Linked DNA regions of Canis lupus: region 1 is linked to region 2. A link is a contact called in public Hi-C data. All regions are on one chromosome and are shown on one strand. The core of a region is the stretch at or near the end of the contact, and the rest is flanking DNA. Distances in the headings are between cores, read along the strand shown. Region 1 holds the start of NTAN1 (protein N-terminal asparagine amidohydrolase). Region 2 holds the start of MARF1 (meiosis regulator and mRNA stability factor 1).

Region 1 (7,788 bases), core at 2,931-5,430, 290 kb after region 2:
GCGTGCAAGTCCCACATCACTAGCCTGGGCACCTGAACCTAACGTGTCACGGGAGGGAAATGAGGCTGGAACTCAGGTTTAAGAAAATCTTAGGCAGTAAACCTAGGAAAAAAATTTTTTTCAATAATAATTAAACTCAGGTGGTTAAACTATTTTTTTTTTTTTTAAGATTTCATTTATTTATTCATGAGAGACAGAGAGAGAGGCGGAGGGAGAAGCAGGCTCCATGCAGGGAGCCTGACGTGGGACTCGATCCCGGGTTCCCAGGATCAGGCCCTGGGCTGAAGGCAGGCGTTAAACTGCTGAGCCACCGGGGCTGCCCAGGTTAAACTTTTTAATGAAAACGGAAACTTTTTTTTTCAAAGACATCAGATTGATACAATTTATATCAGTAAGGGATACATAAGATGTATCATTTTTTCCTAACTTGGAACAAGCAAGTTCCTCCCAGAACAAATTCCTCCAAACCGCAAAGGCAGAGGAGGTATGTTGGGTCTGGACTGCAGCTGAGCTTTATGGTCCCCATGGGCTGCTCCCTGTCCCCTGACTGCTGCTCGCTTAGCTTGGTGCTTGCTGACGTCATAAAGCACCAGATGTAAAAGAAATCAATCGTGATCAGCTTCATTAGTTATAGGGTCTGTTTCTTTTCATAAACTTTCATTAATCGGAAGCGAGGCAACAAGTGGTGGGTCAGCAGCTCCACAGAACCAACCAGAAGGACAGGAACTGGCCTGTCAATCAGCCGGGCAGGGGCTGCACCAGGCAAGGAGGTACCGGTGTGCCTCACCGTCTGACACTCGGAGCACCGCGTGTCGCCAGTGCCTTTCAGCGCAATCCGCTTCTCGCCTTCATTCAAAATAAGGAACAGGGGGATGCAGCTTTCCCTTGACCCTAATTCCTTTACCACGTACCTGCTTTATTCTTTTGGGGGTGGGGGTGGGGCGAGGAGGGCAGAGGCAAAGTGTCACCACCCAGAAGCAAAGCCACGTGTGAGCATGAACTGCCACCTGCATACCCAAGACCAGAACTCACGACGCCCCACCCCTGCCGCCCCAGCCGGGCTCCTGTTTCCCCAGACAGGAGCGTAAATTATCAGAAGAGATGATGCCACAGAGCGAAAAAGAATGTGTCGTTTTGGTTTTCCACTTTATGGAGGAAAAAAAAAGCTGAGCTAACCTCCTCCTCCGTGGAAAAACACCGAGAGCTACTTTAGAAACTCACGCCCCTTCCTGAAATAGAGGTGCCCAGTCTTCTGAACGTCTGCCGTTCTCGGGGCCCCCGTTCATGCAGAACCCCCTCTGCGCCAGTCTCTCGCCTCCCAATCCCTCTTCCAGAAGCGTCGCTCGCCCAAGCCAGGGCTCCGCGAACTTTTCTCTGAAAAGAGCCAGATAGGAACTATTTTGGGCTCTGCTGGGGTGCGGTCTCCTGTTGCAGCCACTAGGCTCTGCTGTGTAGCCTGAAAGCAGCAGGGACAACACGTAAACAAAACGGATGGCGCTGTGTCCCCAAAAGGTTTTATTTATGGGTGACACCGAAATCTCAATTTCACGTAATTTCACACATCGCGAAATGCTACTCTTTTGATTTTCTACTTGACTTTCTACTTTGATTTGCTACTTCGGTTTAAAAAGGTGAAAACCGTCAGTGGCTCACGGGTGGTCCAGACATCGTCGGGCCCCGGGGCAGGGGTTAGCTGGACCCCTCGCGTGGCCAGCCGCTTAGTAGGGCCACGGGTCCCTTCCCCCTGCTGCTGGATATTCGCAAGTGTCCCCGCAGACGCTCCTGCCCCCTTTCCCGGATGCCGTGGGCTCCTTAGCCCGTGCAAGGATGCAGACCCCGCGGCACCTGTTTCCCTGACCCCGCGGCGCCCCCCACGCCTGTTGTGCTCCGGGCCATCATCTGGTGCAGTTCTCTGGACCTACACTTAGCAAGGTGCTGCGGGCCTGGCTTCTGGGCCCGGGTGACTGGGAAAGAGCGAAGGCTTGAGGACAGAGCCCCAAGGAACATTCTGCGGTGCTGGCTGCGACCTAGACCTGCCTTGTCATGCGGTGGCCACGAGCCACGTGCCCTGAGCGCCTGACACGGTTCATGTGTAGGACCGAGGGGCTGGGTTCTCCGGGCCGGTGGCCAGGGTCCCCATGTGGGCTGCACCACCCAGGGCCGCAGCACCCACAGGCCCGGGACCTCGGGACACTCCTGCCCCCAGCCTCAGAGCGCCCATCCATAAAATGGGCGGAGCAAGAGCACCTGCTTCCGCAGGCCTGCACGGCCCCCCCGGCCCCCCGTGTCGCTGTCGCTGGTGCCCTCTGTGCTGGGCAGGGCTGGGGACAGGCTTCCGGCTGCTGGTGCCGCAGAGGCCACAGCATCCCGTGAAGAAGACCCATCGCCCAGCAGAGCTCGCAGTGTGCTCTCGCTCGGAGGCGCGTCACTCATGCGTCGAGGGAAACCTCTGTAAAGGCATTTACCTGGGCGCAAGAGGGGCTGCGGGGGTCTTCTTGGCGTTTATATGCTGCTGCTTACAGACAGGGGACACGCTAAACTAGGCAGGGACGCCTGGGGACGCCTGCCTCTCACTCGATGCGTGATCCCGGGGTCCCGGGATCGAGCCCCCCTTCGGGCTCCCTGCGTGGAGCCTGCTTCTCCCTCTGCCTGCGTCTCTGCCTCTCTCTGTGTCTCTCAGGAATAAATAAATAAAATCTTAAAAAAATAAAAACCTAAAACCTAATGAAAACTTTCATCTGGCCCCAGTGCTCATTCACGGAAAGGTCCAGTGAAACCCCTCGAGTCTGGGTGTGACGCCCTCCCGGGGGTTTCCCCCGCCCCGCCCCGCCCCGCGCGGCCCGGGCTGGTCCGTCCTGCACCTTCCTCCCCGGAGCCCCCCCCCCCCCCCCCCCCCCCCCCGGCCCGTCCCAGCCCTCCTGCCTGCGCACTGAGCACCCGCCTCGAAGCCCGTCTTCCTAACTTTTCAGCACAGAAATCCTCAGGGATGTAAAAGAACCGCATCCGCTAGATTCTTTAGGCGGCGGAAGGGTCTCCGCCCTGGCCGGTCCTACCCGGGGCCGGGGCCGGGGCGGGGGCCGGGGCCGGGGGGAAGGGGGCGGGGGGCGGGGCGCGGCCCACGCGGAGCGCCCGCAGGTGCGGTTTCCTGCAGGCCGAGACCCCCCCGGGCGCCCCCAGCACCCCCTCCCCCAGGGCCCGCCCGGGGAGGGCACAGGACGGCGGGGGTCAGCGGGGGTCAGCGGGGGTCAGCGGGGTCAGCGGGGTCAGCGGGCCGGGCCGGCTCCTGCCGGGCGGGACCCGGGGCGACGACGCGCGCCCTCCAGCCCGGCCGCGGGCGCCCCCTCACCGGAGCTGCGGCTCGGGGGAGGCCCCTCCTGAGGGCGTCTGCGGGGGCGGGGGCGGGGGCCGCAGCGCGGGACAAAGGCAGGAGGACGCACCAGACCCGAGCCTTCCGTCAGGGCGTGGCCCCCGGCGCGGCGCGGCTGCGGGAGGCAGGGCCCTCTCCTCTCGCTAAAAATACCCGGGGGCGGGGGCGGGGGCGGGGGCGGGGCGGGGGTAGTGGGGGCGGGGGGGGCAGGGGGGCCGCCGGGACCCCCGCCCCCCCCCCGCGGCCAGGGTGCCGGGCCCGGTGGCGGCGCTGCCCGGGGAGCCGCGGGACGAGCCTCCCCCCGCTCCCCGCTCCCCGCTCCCCGCGGACCCCCGCGCCCCCCCCCCGCCGGGGCGCCGGCAGGGCGGCCTCCAGGGTCCGGCCCGGCCGGGGGGTGGAGGGGGGTGGGGGCTGCCCGGGGTCGGGCCGCGCGCCACGCTGCTGTGCGGCGTCGGGCAAGCCGCCCAACCTCTCTGGGCCGCCGGCCCCGCTCCCGCAGAGGCCGCGGCGGAGCCCTCGGAGGTCCCGGGGGCACAGGCGCCCCGAGCCGCTCCGCCAAGTTTGAGCTCCGCCTCGGGGGGCGGCGGGGCGAGCAGGGTGGGCCCGCGGGCAGCGGCCCCCGGCGGCCTCCGAGCCCCCGCCCCGCCCCGCCCCGCCCCGGCCCGGCCCGGGCCCCGCTCACCTCCAGCCGCGGGTGGGCTCGCACGAGGTCCCCGGCCGACTGCGGCAGCCGCACCCGCCGCCCCTCGACGAGCAGCGGCATCGCGGAGGCGGCCGCCCCGGCAGGCCCAGGGAGGCGGCGGCCCCCCCAGCCCCCGGCCGCCCGCGGCCCCCGCCCCGCCCCGCCCCGCCCCCGCCCCCGCCCGGGGCCGCCCCGCCGCGCCGCGCCCCGCCCCCCGCGGGCGCCGCCGGGAAGTGGAGTCCCACCGGGGGGAGGGGCGCGGCGCGGCACGGCGCAGCGCGGCGGCCAGGAAACCGGAGGCGGGCCCGCGCGGCCCTGTGGGAGATGTAGTCCAAGCGCGAGGGAGCGGTCGGCGGCCAGGTTTCTCCCCACCCCCCCGCAGGGGGCCCTGGGAAATGTAGTCCCGAAAGCGTGGGCTCCCCGGGAGGGCGCGGAGCCGGGCTGACAGCGAGAGCCCGCGCTCGGGCTCAGTGACCAGCCAGCCTGGCCGGAGTGTGGGCTTTGGGGTCCGACGGCCTGCCGTCAACATCACGGCTCTACTACTCCATCGTGACCTTGAGATTATTTATCTGAGTGAGGAACCTACACTGCTCCATAGCATTATGTTCAATCAATAGTAAACGCTAAACTGCGAAAATAGAGCCGAAACTTTGCTAACCGCACACATTTAGAAATCGTCCTAACACTTGCTACCTGGCGTCCAGTAGGCACTTAGTGATGAACCCTGGGACTGAAGATCAACAAGATACCTTCCGTCCCTACTGAGAATAGCTATCTCGGGGTGAAGCTTCCTACCTAGGGGCTCTCTGTTCTGAATTTGGAAATATTCCTTAAGTAGACCCAACTCCACACTAGGTTAACTAAAAGGTAACTTTACAAATTAGCGAGGAGATGAGGAGCCACCTCACAGAGCAAGCACGTTGGAATGGCATCTGTATTCCCCCGCCTTAGTTTTTCAAAGCTCCCAAGGGGATTGGGGCGGGGGCGGTGCGGGGGGCCACAAACACTGGCCCTTCCTCTCCAGGTGGCACCTCTTCAGCTGGTACCAAGGAGCCAATCAGTGTGGCTGAAACAAACGTCGCCTCTGCCTTGGAAAGACCTCTCCATGGAAGTGCTTCTTGCTTCACTTTCTCACAAGGCAGAACAGCCACTGCCTTTCCATGCATTCCCAATGAATCATCACAACCCTAAAGTACGTAATAGTTATCTCCATCTTACAGCTCACAAGGGAGTTCAGACTTGCTCAACGTCACACAGCTGGCTAGACGTCACACAGCTGGCTAGACAGACAGTAACAACCCGTGACACCTGAGAAGTCCCTGGTCCTTTTCACACTTGTATAAATTCACCACTTCTCTTTAAGAGCCGACCATACCAAACAGACAACAGGGTGGACCCTGGAACTCCTACCCCAAATGAAAGCCTGCTTTTCAATAAGAGGAATAGAAGATCCTTTTTCTAGAATTCCCAAGGAAATCCCCCAATTCCCCCCCCCCCCCCATAGATGTTCTTTTAAAGCATGTGCATTTTTCAAAGAAGTGTTTGTTTTCCTGGAATCAGTTCAAGCCTGGGTAGCTCTTGTGGCTGGATGTGCGCAGAGTCCTTGACACCTTGGCTGCCCCTAGAATCGTCGCTCCTCACCAGTGTGTACTTTGTTTCCCAGCACCACCTGCAGCCGGTCTAGTGGTACTTCTGCCTCTTAAACAGAGAAAGTGTTCAACTGCAGTTTCTCATGGAGCTTTAAGAGAGATCAGTAAAAACCACAGAAATCATGGCATCAGTGTGAGAAGCCTCTTTATTGGGGTACCTCCCTTGACTCCTTTACTGGTATAAGAACAAAAGGTCCAGAGTAACTGTGCCATTGTTTTATTTTTACAATGTTTTCCCCCTCAACTTCTTTGAAATTAAACAGACTTATTTATAAAGACCCTTCTACATTAAAACTTCAAACCCACAAAGGCCCACTTACCGTTAACTTCTACAGACACATTTTCATGTACTCATTTACCCAGCTTACAAAAATCCCACCTTTTTGCCAGTTAAAAAAAAAGAGAGAGAGAACCTAAACGTTCTCAAATGACTTTCCACCAAGTCACCAAAAGAAAATCTGCAATATCCAAAACATTTTAAACCAATAAAAATTTCTATTTTCCAAAAACATATTTACTCTACATTGCCATCAATATAATTATACAAGAGCATACAAAGCCCTAGGAAAGAGAAAGTATTTCATTACAAAATATTTGTGATCAAGAAAATATTGCTTGCTTTTAAATAATAGGAAAAGTGGCAGAAAAATAAATATGTTTAGAGATGTCCATTTTCACAAGTAACAAAAAAAGTACACAAATAAGGAATGAAGCTAAAATATGCATGAGCTACAAAATGAGCCTAGCAGTGTTTGCACACGTGTTATAAAGTGAGGTTGTTTAGACTCCTCTCTCTCAGTGTTTAGTTATAAAAGTACAAAAAGAGCCTCACCAGAGATCTCACTAAGCGAAATCCATGATACCAGCAGCCAATAGACCAAGGCTGGAGCTGTATGTAACCTTGGTCTGTTGTGGCTGGCAAAACCATTCCACCGAATAACCCAAGCCCCCTTTTTCCCCGCCCGTTAGCACAAAGAAATTCTCAAAATGACCAACTGATTCTAGTTTTTTAAAAAAGAGGAAAACCCAAGTAACATTCCACTACAAACAAGCAGTTCCAGTTCTAACAGCTCCTGGGAGCCTCAGGGTAAAATGCCAACGTGCTATGTTTTATAAAAGTCCAACCTCACTCTCAGCACATGGGAATTACATTTACCCCGAACTCCGTGTTTCTTTTAAATTCATTTTTAAACTCACAAGTGTATGATTTGTCTGCTTCTATTTCCCTAAACACTCCATCTCTTCCCTCCAGGATTTCATTGGTCTCCAAAGTCCCTGGAGATTTTCCGTGCCAGCTCCAGCTTCCAGAGTCAGGGACCAGCTCTGGCCACCTCTCCACATTCCTCCCGTCCTCTCCGCACCCCACTGACAACCCAAAACAGACATATAGTTCCAGCTGAGGGTCAACAATATGTCCAAAGTAAAATCATTTTAAAGACACTGAATAGTGTCTACATAGAGGATTTTTTTCCACTGAAAAGAAATCAGATCAACACAGTCCTGTGACTACGGCTCAGACAAAAACCTATGTGGAAAAATGCAATCGGTTAAAACAGGCTGTTGCCAATATTAGAAATTTCACAATGATGTCGTAAAGCTGAAATGAAATAAAATATACATTAGACAACACAAGCCTTCAAAATTTATCATCAACTCCATTCCAAAATATTGCACATGATATCCAGTCTTTTCCTTCTGTCTGTAGGGAAGCAAACAGGAAAAAAAAAGTCCAGACACTAAAGTCTACCTTGAAAGTAAGATGCCTGAGGCATGTACTCGCTCCAGTTCAAATATCATGAGCCCTGGCACTCAAGGGCCCAACAGGGAGGAATGCTCATTTCAATCACAAACCCTTGTGATCAGAGGGGACTGGTCTGGCAGGTATAACGTGGGAGGGGAGCCCACACTACTCGCAGGGCTTCGGAAATGCGTGTCAAAGGAGCTCGGAGTGATCCCAACTTCACCCTTCAAAAAATCATCATCTTCGTCTTCCACCACCTCCTATATAAAGAACAGAGATTATCAGTAGGATCCCCAGTGGCAGTGTGAAATTTCAAGAATTCCTTTGAGGAATGTGCCACTTCTAGAAA
Region 2 (6,844 bases), core at 759-3,258:
AGAAAACACTAAAACTGCATTTCCTTAAAAATTGTGATTCAGACTTTTCGTTAACTTTCCATGTAGTAGGATTGATTCCACTTTACTTAGGGAGTTTAACCTGTTGAGATCAGGGACAGCTCTGGACTTGGAAGAATGCCAAGCAAAGTCAAACAAAATGTGTCTGTTCTGTATTATTTTGTGACCACCAACAACTTTTTTTAAAAGGCAATTTAAAATACAGTCACTTTGTTTCCTTTTTGTTATGTTTTTAGTTGCTTGGGTCTGTGTTCAGAGATACTCAACCAGAATAAAAAAGAAAAAACTCCTCTAAAGAGAAGCATATTTGGTACTTTGGGAGAAAGAAAGAGAAAAAAAGGAAAGAAAGAAAGAAAGAAAGAAAGAAAGAAAGAAAGAAATAAAGAAAGAAAGAAAGAAAGAAAGAAGAAAGAAAGAAAGAAAGAAGAAAGAAAAAAGAAAAAGGAAGAAAAAAAAACAGACACTGGGTTGTTTTTTCATCTGTTCTAATTCCCACTTGGAAAATAATACCCACACACAGACACAATGAGGATTTACTTAGCAGTAATAAATACCTAAGCAGGCAGATGATGTGTGTGCTTGTCATCTGCTTTCTGGAAAATGAAAATCAAGCACAAAGGGTGCTTCAGCTACGTGTTTGATCTTGCCCTCCACAATAGGACTATACAAGGATGCCTACAGGGATGTATCAGCTTCCCTGAAATGCCCCCCCCCCCCCGCCCCCGCAACATAATCCAAATTGTTTAATGAAATGGCCTCATCCTGCAGGGGGGTAAAAAAAAAATCTCATTTGGCCATTTCGGCTTATTCTTCTGCAAAATGAATCTGTTTCTCAGCAAACTTCAGAATTGAACTTGTAGGTCGGATTCAGCTTGCACGTCTTAAATATGTCTCGATTTAGATGCGGGTTTTGTTTTTCTCAATAGCCACAGGAAGTAGGGAGCGGTTGGCAGTTTCGGAAGCGACCGTCTCATGCTTAGGTTTTTTTTTTTTTTTTTTTTAATGACTTCAGGTAAAAGACCGTGAAGCACCAACCCTCCCTTCCCCCCCCCCGCCAAAAAAAAAAAAACCCAACCATGCATGTCACATCCACCCACCGAAAACACAAGCCCCTACAGGCTTCGTAGTGCTTCCCCCTACCCCATCCCTGAAAAGTTTGCATGCACTTGCAGCGGGCTCTGGGCTACAGGGCTTTTAAAAATGACGTTTTCTAACTGAAAACACGAGGACCCCTTAGTGGGAGGGGGAGCCAGTGTGCAGCACACAGCCTGGGCACACACCTCCCTTGTTTGCCCCCTGGGTCACCCTCTTGCAAGAAGTGGCCCCACCGGGACCTCGCGGGAAGCCCCGCGGGCGGTTATTTTTCTCTCCACTCGCCACTAGGTTGCAGTAGATGAAGGATGCTGCGCAAATTATGCATCCCTTAATTTAAAAAGAGAGCAAGCGAGAGAGCCATCACGTGACCAGAGGGAACCAGGGAGAGCGGAGCTCGCGCGCGCACATCAGCGAGAGCGCCAAAACCGTCGCGTTTTTCATCAAAATCCTGTTTAAATCGCCTTCCCTCCAAAGACCCAAAAAGCTCAATCGTATCAAAATCCCGATTGGCAAGTTTTTTTCCAACCCCCACCCCCCCGCCCGGCTCCACCTCACAAGCCCTCTCATTCTCCGCTTATCAGGTTCCTTTCCACTCCACCACGATAAGCCAGGGAGAAGGCCTCCCTAAGCAGGGGGTTTTGGCCCCAAAAAGCCGGGGTCTCCCCCTGGGAAGGTCCCTATTTAGGGGTTTATCGGGAGGGGACTGAGCCTGACGAGGCTGCAGGGCCGCGAGGCCCCGCCCCCCCCGGGGTTCCCAGCACGCCCCGCGCGGGGAGGACGCGGCGGCGGGGGCGGGGTGGAGGAAGGGGCGGGGCCACGGCGGGCGGGCGGGCGCGGCGGGGGGTGGAGAGAAGGGCGTCGGTTTTGCGACAGGGGCGGTGCGGTGCGGAAGCGGAAGTGGAGGGTGCGCTTGGCGGCGGCGGCGGGAGCTGCGGAGTCGGGAATCAAAACAAAGGGCCTGGGGGGGCGGGGGGAAGGCGGCGGGGCCGGAATGTGAGCGGAGGTGGAGCCGGCGGCTGAGGTGAGTTGGCTGGCACCGCTGGGGACTGGTTCCTGATGGGCTCACTGCTCTGGGGCCACCGGCTGGAGGCGGGACAGCGTCCCCCCCCTTTCCCCTGCCCTTTGCTGGCGGGGGTGGGGGAGGTTGTCTGCTCCGGGGGGAAGGACTGGGACCCACCAGACAGGCCCCCACCGTGGGTTTGGGTTGTCACCCTTTCAGGTCGGTTCACGACTGTCACTGCCGCGCCGCTGCTGCTCTTTGGGGGTGTTTGGCTGCCCGCCCGCACCTGTCTCCCTGTTCCCTGGGGGGCTTCCAGGTGTGGAGAGCAGCCTTTCCGGAGCAGCGTGCACAGTTGGAAGGTTAAGAAGGGAAGACAGGGGTGAATGTTTTTCAGCCCCCCCCCCCCCCCCCCCCCCCCCCCCCCCCCCTTGAGCGTTCTTGCACTCCCCTCGGACGGTTCAGCACTCCCTAGGGTATAGTCTCTGGCTTGACAGACAGACTCAACACTACGTTGAGTTGCCTTAGGGCTTGAGCCACTCCCACTACTAATTGTAACGCTACGCCTCCATACACGTTTTAGTTTCCCAAGTAGTTTTTTTTTCTTTTTTTTTTTTTTTTTCTGGCATTACCAAGAGCTTTCCAGTCACCTTTTATCTTCTGGACTTCCCCCACTCCCCCCCCCTCCCCCCGAGCTGGAAATACAGTTTTGCATGTTGGGAAATCAAGACCCAAAGGATCTTCCTAGACATTTCTTGAACACTTGACTCGTTCAGCAATCGTTGAGACGGTGCTAGGCACTTGGCAGGTGCAGGAAGTGGAGCAATGAATGAGAAAACGTGGTGTCTGCTTGGCTGCTGCCATGGAGTTTATGTTCAAGTCGGGGAGGCATAATTAAAAAAAAAATCAAACAATTTTAGTAAGAAGAGCTACGAAACAAAAGTAAGTAAGGGGACTGTGTCGTGTGGGGGTCGAAGACTAACTTGTGTTAAGAGGAGGCCGCTTCTAGATTTTATACTTCGTCTCGTTAAATCCCGACAACAGCCCTATGAGGATGCTGCAGTTATAATCAGGCCCATTTTACGCGTAGGATCTGAGGTTCAGAGAGGTTGCGAACTCTCTAAAAGCTGCCTGGATAGGGAGCAGCAAAATTGGAGATTAATATACAAGGCGGACATCAGACGGCTGCGCTCTCAAGCACTAATTGTTCAAAGACTCCCACTCAAATCAACAAAAAACTTGTTTTGGCTACCTGAGTTACTTAGTGGCATTCCCAGGAATGGGAAATTTTCTGGGTGCAGGCAACTTAAAAGCTATTACATTTTTTTTGAAGATTTGTTTATTTATTCATGATAGACATAGAGAAGCAGGCTCCATGCCCGGAGCCCGACACGGGACTCGATCCCGGGACTCCAGGATTGCGCCCTGGGCCGAAGGCAGGTGCTAAACCGCTGAGCCACCCAGGGATCCCCAAAGCTAATACATTTGTACTTTTGATTGTGTTGAGCAATAAATACGGAAGGCAGGTGCCTTGGTGTGATGGAAAGAAAGAGGTGGACAAGCCTGGCTCTGCCCCCTTTCTAATTCTGTGATCTTGGCCAAGTTACAAAACCTAATTAAACTTGTGTTTACTCCTAGGTAAAATGTAGCTCAATTCTCCCTTGTCTAGCTCAAGCTTGTATAGTTCAGGCTCAGGTTTCCTGCTCCTGCTTTACTGTGGGGGGAAAAATTACACAAATGGATCTTATTGTCTGGTTGTTTTCATCATTGTATCTCTTGTGCCAAGCACAGGCCTGTTATATAATAGATACTAAATAAATAGTTGTTGAATGAGGAAATAATGTTAAATAAAAATGGTTTGTGATCTGTATTGTACTCTGCCTCTTAACTCACTTTCAGGATTGGTCTTGAAGAAATTTGAAAGAGCATGTTGAAGTTGCATATTGTGAACATCACAGGTTCCCATGATCCAGAGAGGAGATGGTTGGGGGTTACGAGATCTGTGTTCAGTAGGAAGAACAACTGTCATAATTTATTGTAGTTGTGGAGGTACACTCCATCTCTCCCTCCAGATTAACTCTTTTAAAGTTTTTTTTTCTTCTTCTTCTTTTTTAATTTTCATTGATTTATGATAGTCACACAGAGAGAGAGGCAGAGACACAGGCAGAGGGAGAAGCAGGCCCCATGCACCGGGAGCCCGATGTGGGATTCAATCCCGGGTCTCCAGGATCGCGCCCTGGGCCAAAGGCAGGCGCCAAACCGCTGCGCCGCCCAGAGATCCCGATTAACTCTTTTAGTAGTAGGTAAATAGTTACAATATTTATCCCTTCACTTAACAATAATTACTCAGTATATACTATGTTGCAAACCCTGTACTTGGCGCAAGCTCTACATTGGTGAAGACAGATGGTGGGGTCATTTCCATAATTTCCCCCCTTCGTAATGCTGTAGAGGGGAAGAACTTAGCCACACTCTGCAGAGGAAGAGACTGAAACTTAATATAAGTTTTTGTAGCTTCCACATAAGGGCCAAATAGTAAATATTTTAGGCTTTGTGGGCCATGCAGTCTCTGTTGCAAATACTCAACTCTGTAGCTGTAGTGCAAAAATAGCCAGACAGTATTTAAACAAAGTTATCTATTTAAAATAGAGACACCAAAAGTTGAATTTCATATAATTTTGGGTTACAAGATATGATTCTTTTGATTCCCCCCCCCCCCCCAAGAATTAAAAAGTATAAAATACCTTCTTAGTTTGAAGGTCTTTAAAATACAAGTAAAGGGCTGGTTTTGGCTGGCAGGCTATAGTTTGCCTGCCCCTGCTTTATGTGATTGGTTCTATATTTTAGATAGAATACTCATCTCTCCCTTCACCATACTACGTAGATATTAAAATCTCTTGAGAAGAGCATCTTTTCAGAGAGAGAGACTTAAAAGAAATTGTTTTCTTTATGTCCAGTTGAAATTTCTGATAAATTGATAACCTTAAAATGGCCACTGCAGGTAAGAATAGGCAGTTGTTTGGTATAATGGCAAAGACTTGGAAATGAGGTTCAGTTGTCCTTACCATTGGCAGTCTGCCTCCACGCCCACTGGCTGTTATTGATTTGATCTGCTTTTATTGTACTGTTTAAGACTTGTAAGAATGCAGTTGGTTGCACTGGGGTAGATACAGCACATCTGTGACTGGAGATTTCTCAATTAGATTTTTGGTGGTATATCTGATTGTATTTTTGTAATAAGTAAATGAAGAAATTGGTTCGATTTGTTCTGTAGCAAAATCAAATTCAGAGTCCAAAGAGTTCACTTAGTTTGGACCTTCCATAGTCACATCAATGACACAGTGGGATAGGTTGCTATTAAGTCAATTTCAGAATCTTATGTAATTGGTAATGAAGACATGTAGCTGTTCTTTTACTAAAATTACGTACTCGGTTAACTTTTTGACCTTTACCAGGAGAGTCTTTAGGGAGAGATGGTTGAGAAGAATTAAGAAAAACTATAGAAAAGACCTGCTCAGGGCTAAATGGGTTGGCATTTGGCTAGAATTCTACCTTTATTCCTTACTCTTTGACTTAATGGGAGCCATTATACCGTAAATAATGTTGTTCCATAAGTACAGTTGCGGTCTCACTTTTTAAAATTTATTTGAGAGAGAGCGGCAGAGGGAGAGGGAGAAGCAGGCTCCCCGCTGAGCAGGGAGCACAACGTGATGTGGGACTCTCCATCTCTCCATCCCAGGATCCTGAGATTGTGATCCGAGCCAACAGCCACCCAGGTGCCCCTGCAATCTTCCATTTTAATAATGAAATTTGTACTTAGGCAAATAAATAACATTGCAGTCTCCTTCTTAACAGGGTGGAAGAATGAAAGAAAAGAAAGATGAAAGAATGTTGAACCACTTTGTATGGCTGTATGATGGAAGGAAGCGGAACTGAGGACTCCTGCAGTAGAACACCTGGATGGCTGCAACAAAATAATGATGCTAAGCCATGGCTTTGGAAATTCTCTAATTGCTTTTCTCGTCCTGAGCAGACATTGCCACTTAGTCCCCAAACGGTAACTATGCGCAAGACTGAGGACACAGCAAACTCCTTATGCAAATAGATGAGCGGTCCATTTGGTCTGGGGCAGTGTCTCTCCCTGGAGTCTGTACTAAGTTTTATCTCGTATCCAGCCTATTCCTCCTTGTAGCACATGGTTATAATTCCTGACTCAAGGAGAGCCTAAATTTTTTAACTCCTGTATTCCTATTCTAAGTATTGTAGGTGCTTTAAATATTTAATGTTAAAATTTGGGGATGATTTGTTTCTTATCAAAAGTCACAGATGCCAGAGATAAAATCCAAATTATAGAGTCAAATCAGAGGAAAGTATAAAATAGATTTTATTTCACTCTAGCCTTCTGAGATTTGAGTCTCAAAATTGAAGCAAGATTAATAGGACTTTATTGGCAGTCTTTTTCTATTCAAGATTTCTCTTGAATATTTAAACATGTCTGTAACTTCCTTTGCTTTTTCATAGTGATTTTGACTTTTTTTCTGATTCCATTTCATGCCCCATATTACTTTTTTTTTTTTTTTTTTTTTTTTGCTATTGCACTTGGAATTTAAATGAGTCTTTACTGTAAATTTACATAAGGGTATTAGTAACTTTTAAAAAACTCAAATTCCGTATCTTCTCCAGGTTTTCATTATATACTTAACTTTTTTCTTTTTCTTCTTCTTTTTTTTTTTT

Evidence for each region. A called contact is a pair of places that touch in the nucleus more often than the background predicts.
Region 1: a contact with region 2 is called in a Hi-C map of blood, with 3 times the contacts expected there. The contact joins the promoter of NTAN1 here to the promoter of MARF1 in region 2. A contact is called at or near these places in 3 of 9 Hi-C or Micro-C datasets (amygdala and blood).

Annotation. Positions count from the first base shown.
Region 1 is chr6:28,734,844-28,742,631 of UU_Cfam_GSD_1.0, forward strand. NTAN1 (protein N-terminal asparagine amidohydrolase) reads right to left here and starts at 4,181. Exons shown (of 10, transcript XM_038540292.1): 1 at 4,050-4,181. The coding sequence starts at 4,130. It overlaps LOC111096299 (a long non-coding RNA gene), which reads left to right and starts at 4,319. Exons shown (of 3, transcript XR_005360898.1): 1 at 4,319-4,409; 2 at 5,074-5,241; 3 at 6,951-7,138. It overlaps RRN3 (RNA polymerase I-specific transcription initiation factor RRN3), which reads right to left. Exons shown (of 18, transcript XM_038540295.1): 18 at 5,826-7,699. The coding sequence ends at 7,538.
Region 2 is chr6:28,450,808-28,457,651 of UU_Cfam_GSD_1.0, forward strand. It overlaps MARF1 (meiosis regulator and mRNA stability factor 1), which reads left to right and starts at 2,009. Exons shown (of 27, transcript XM_038540277.1): 1 at 2,009-2,134; 2 at 5,966-6,167. The coding sequence starts at 6,024.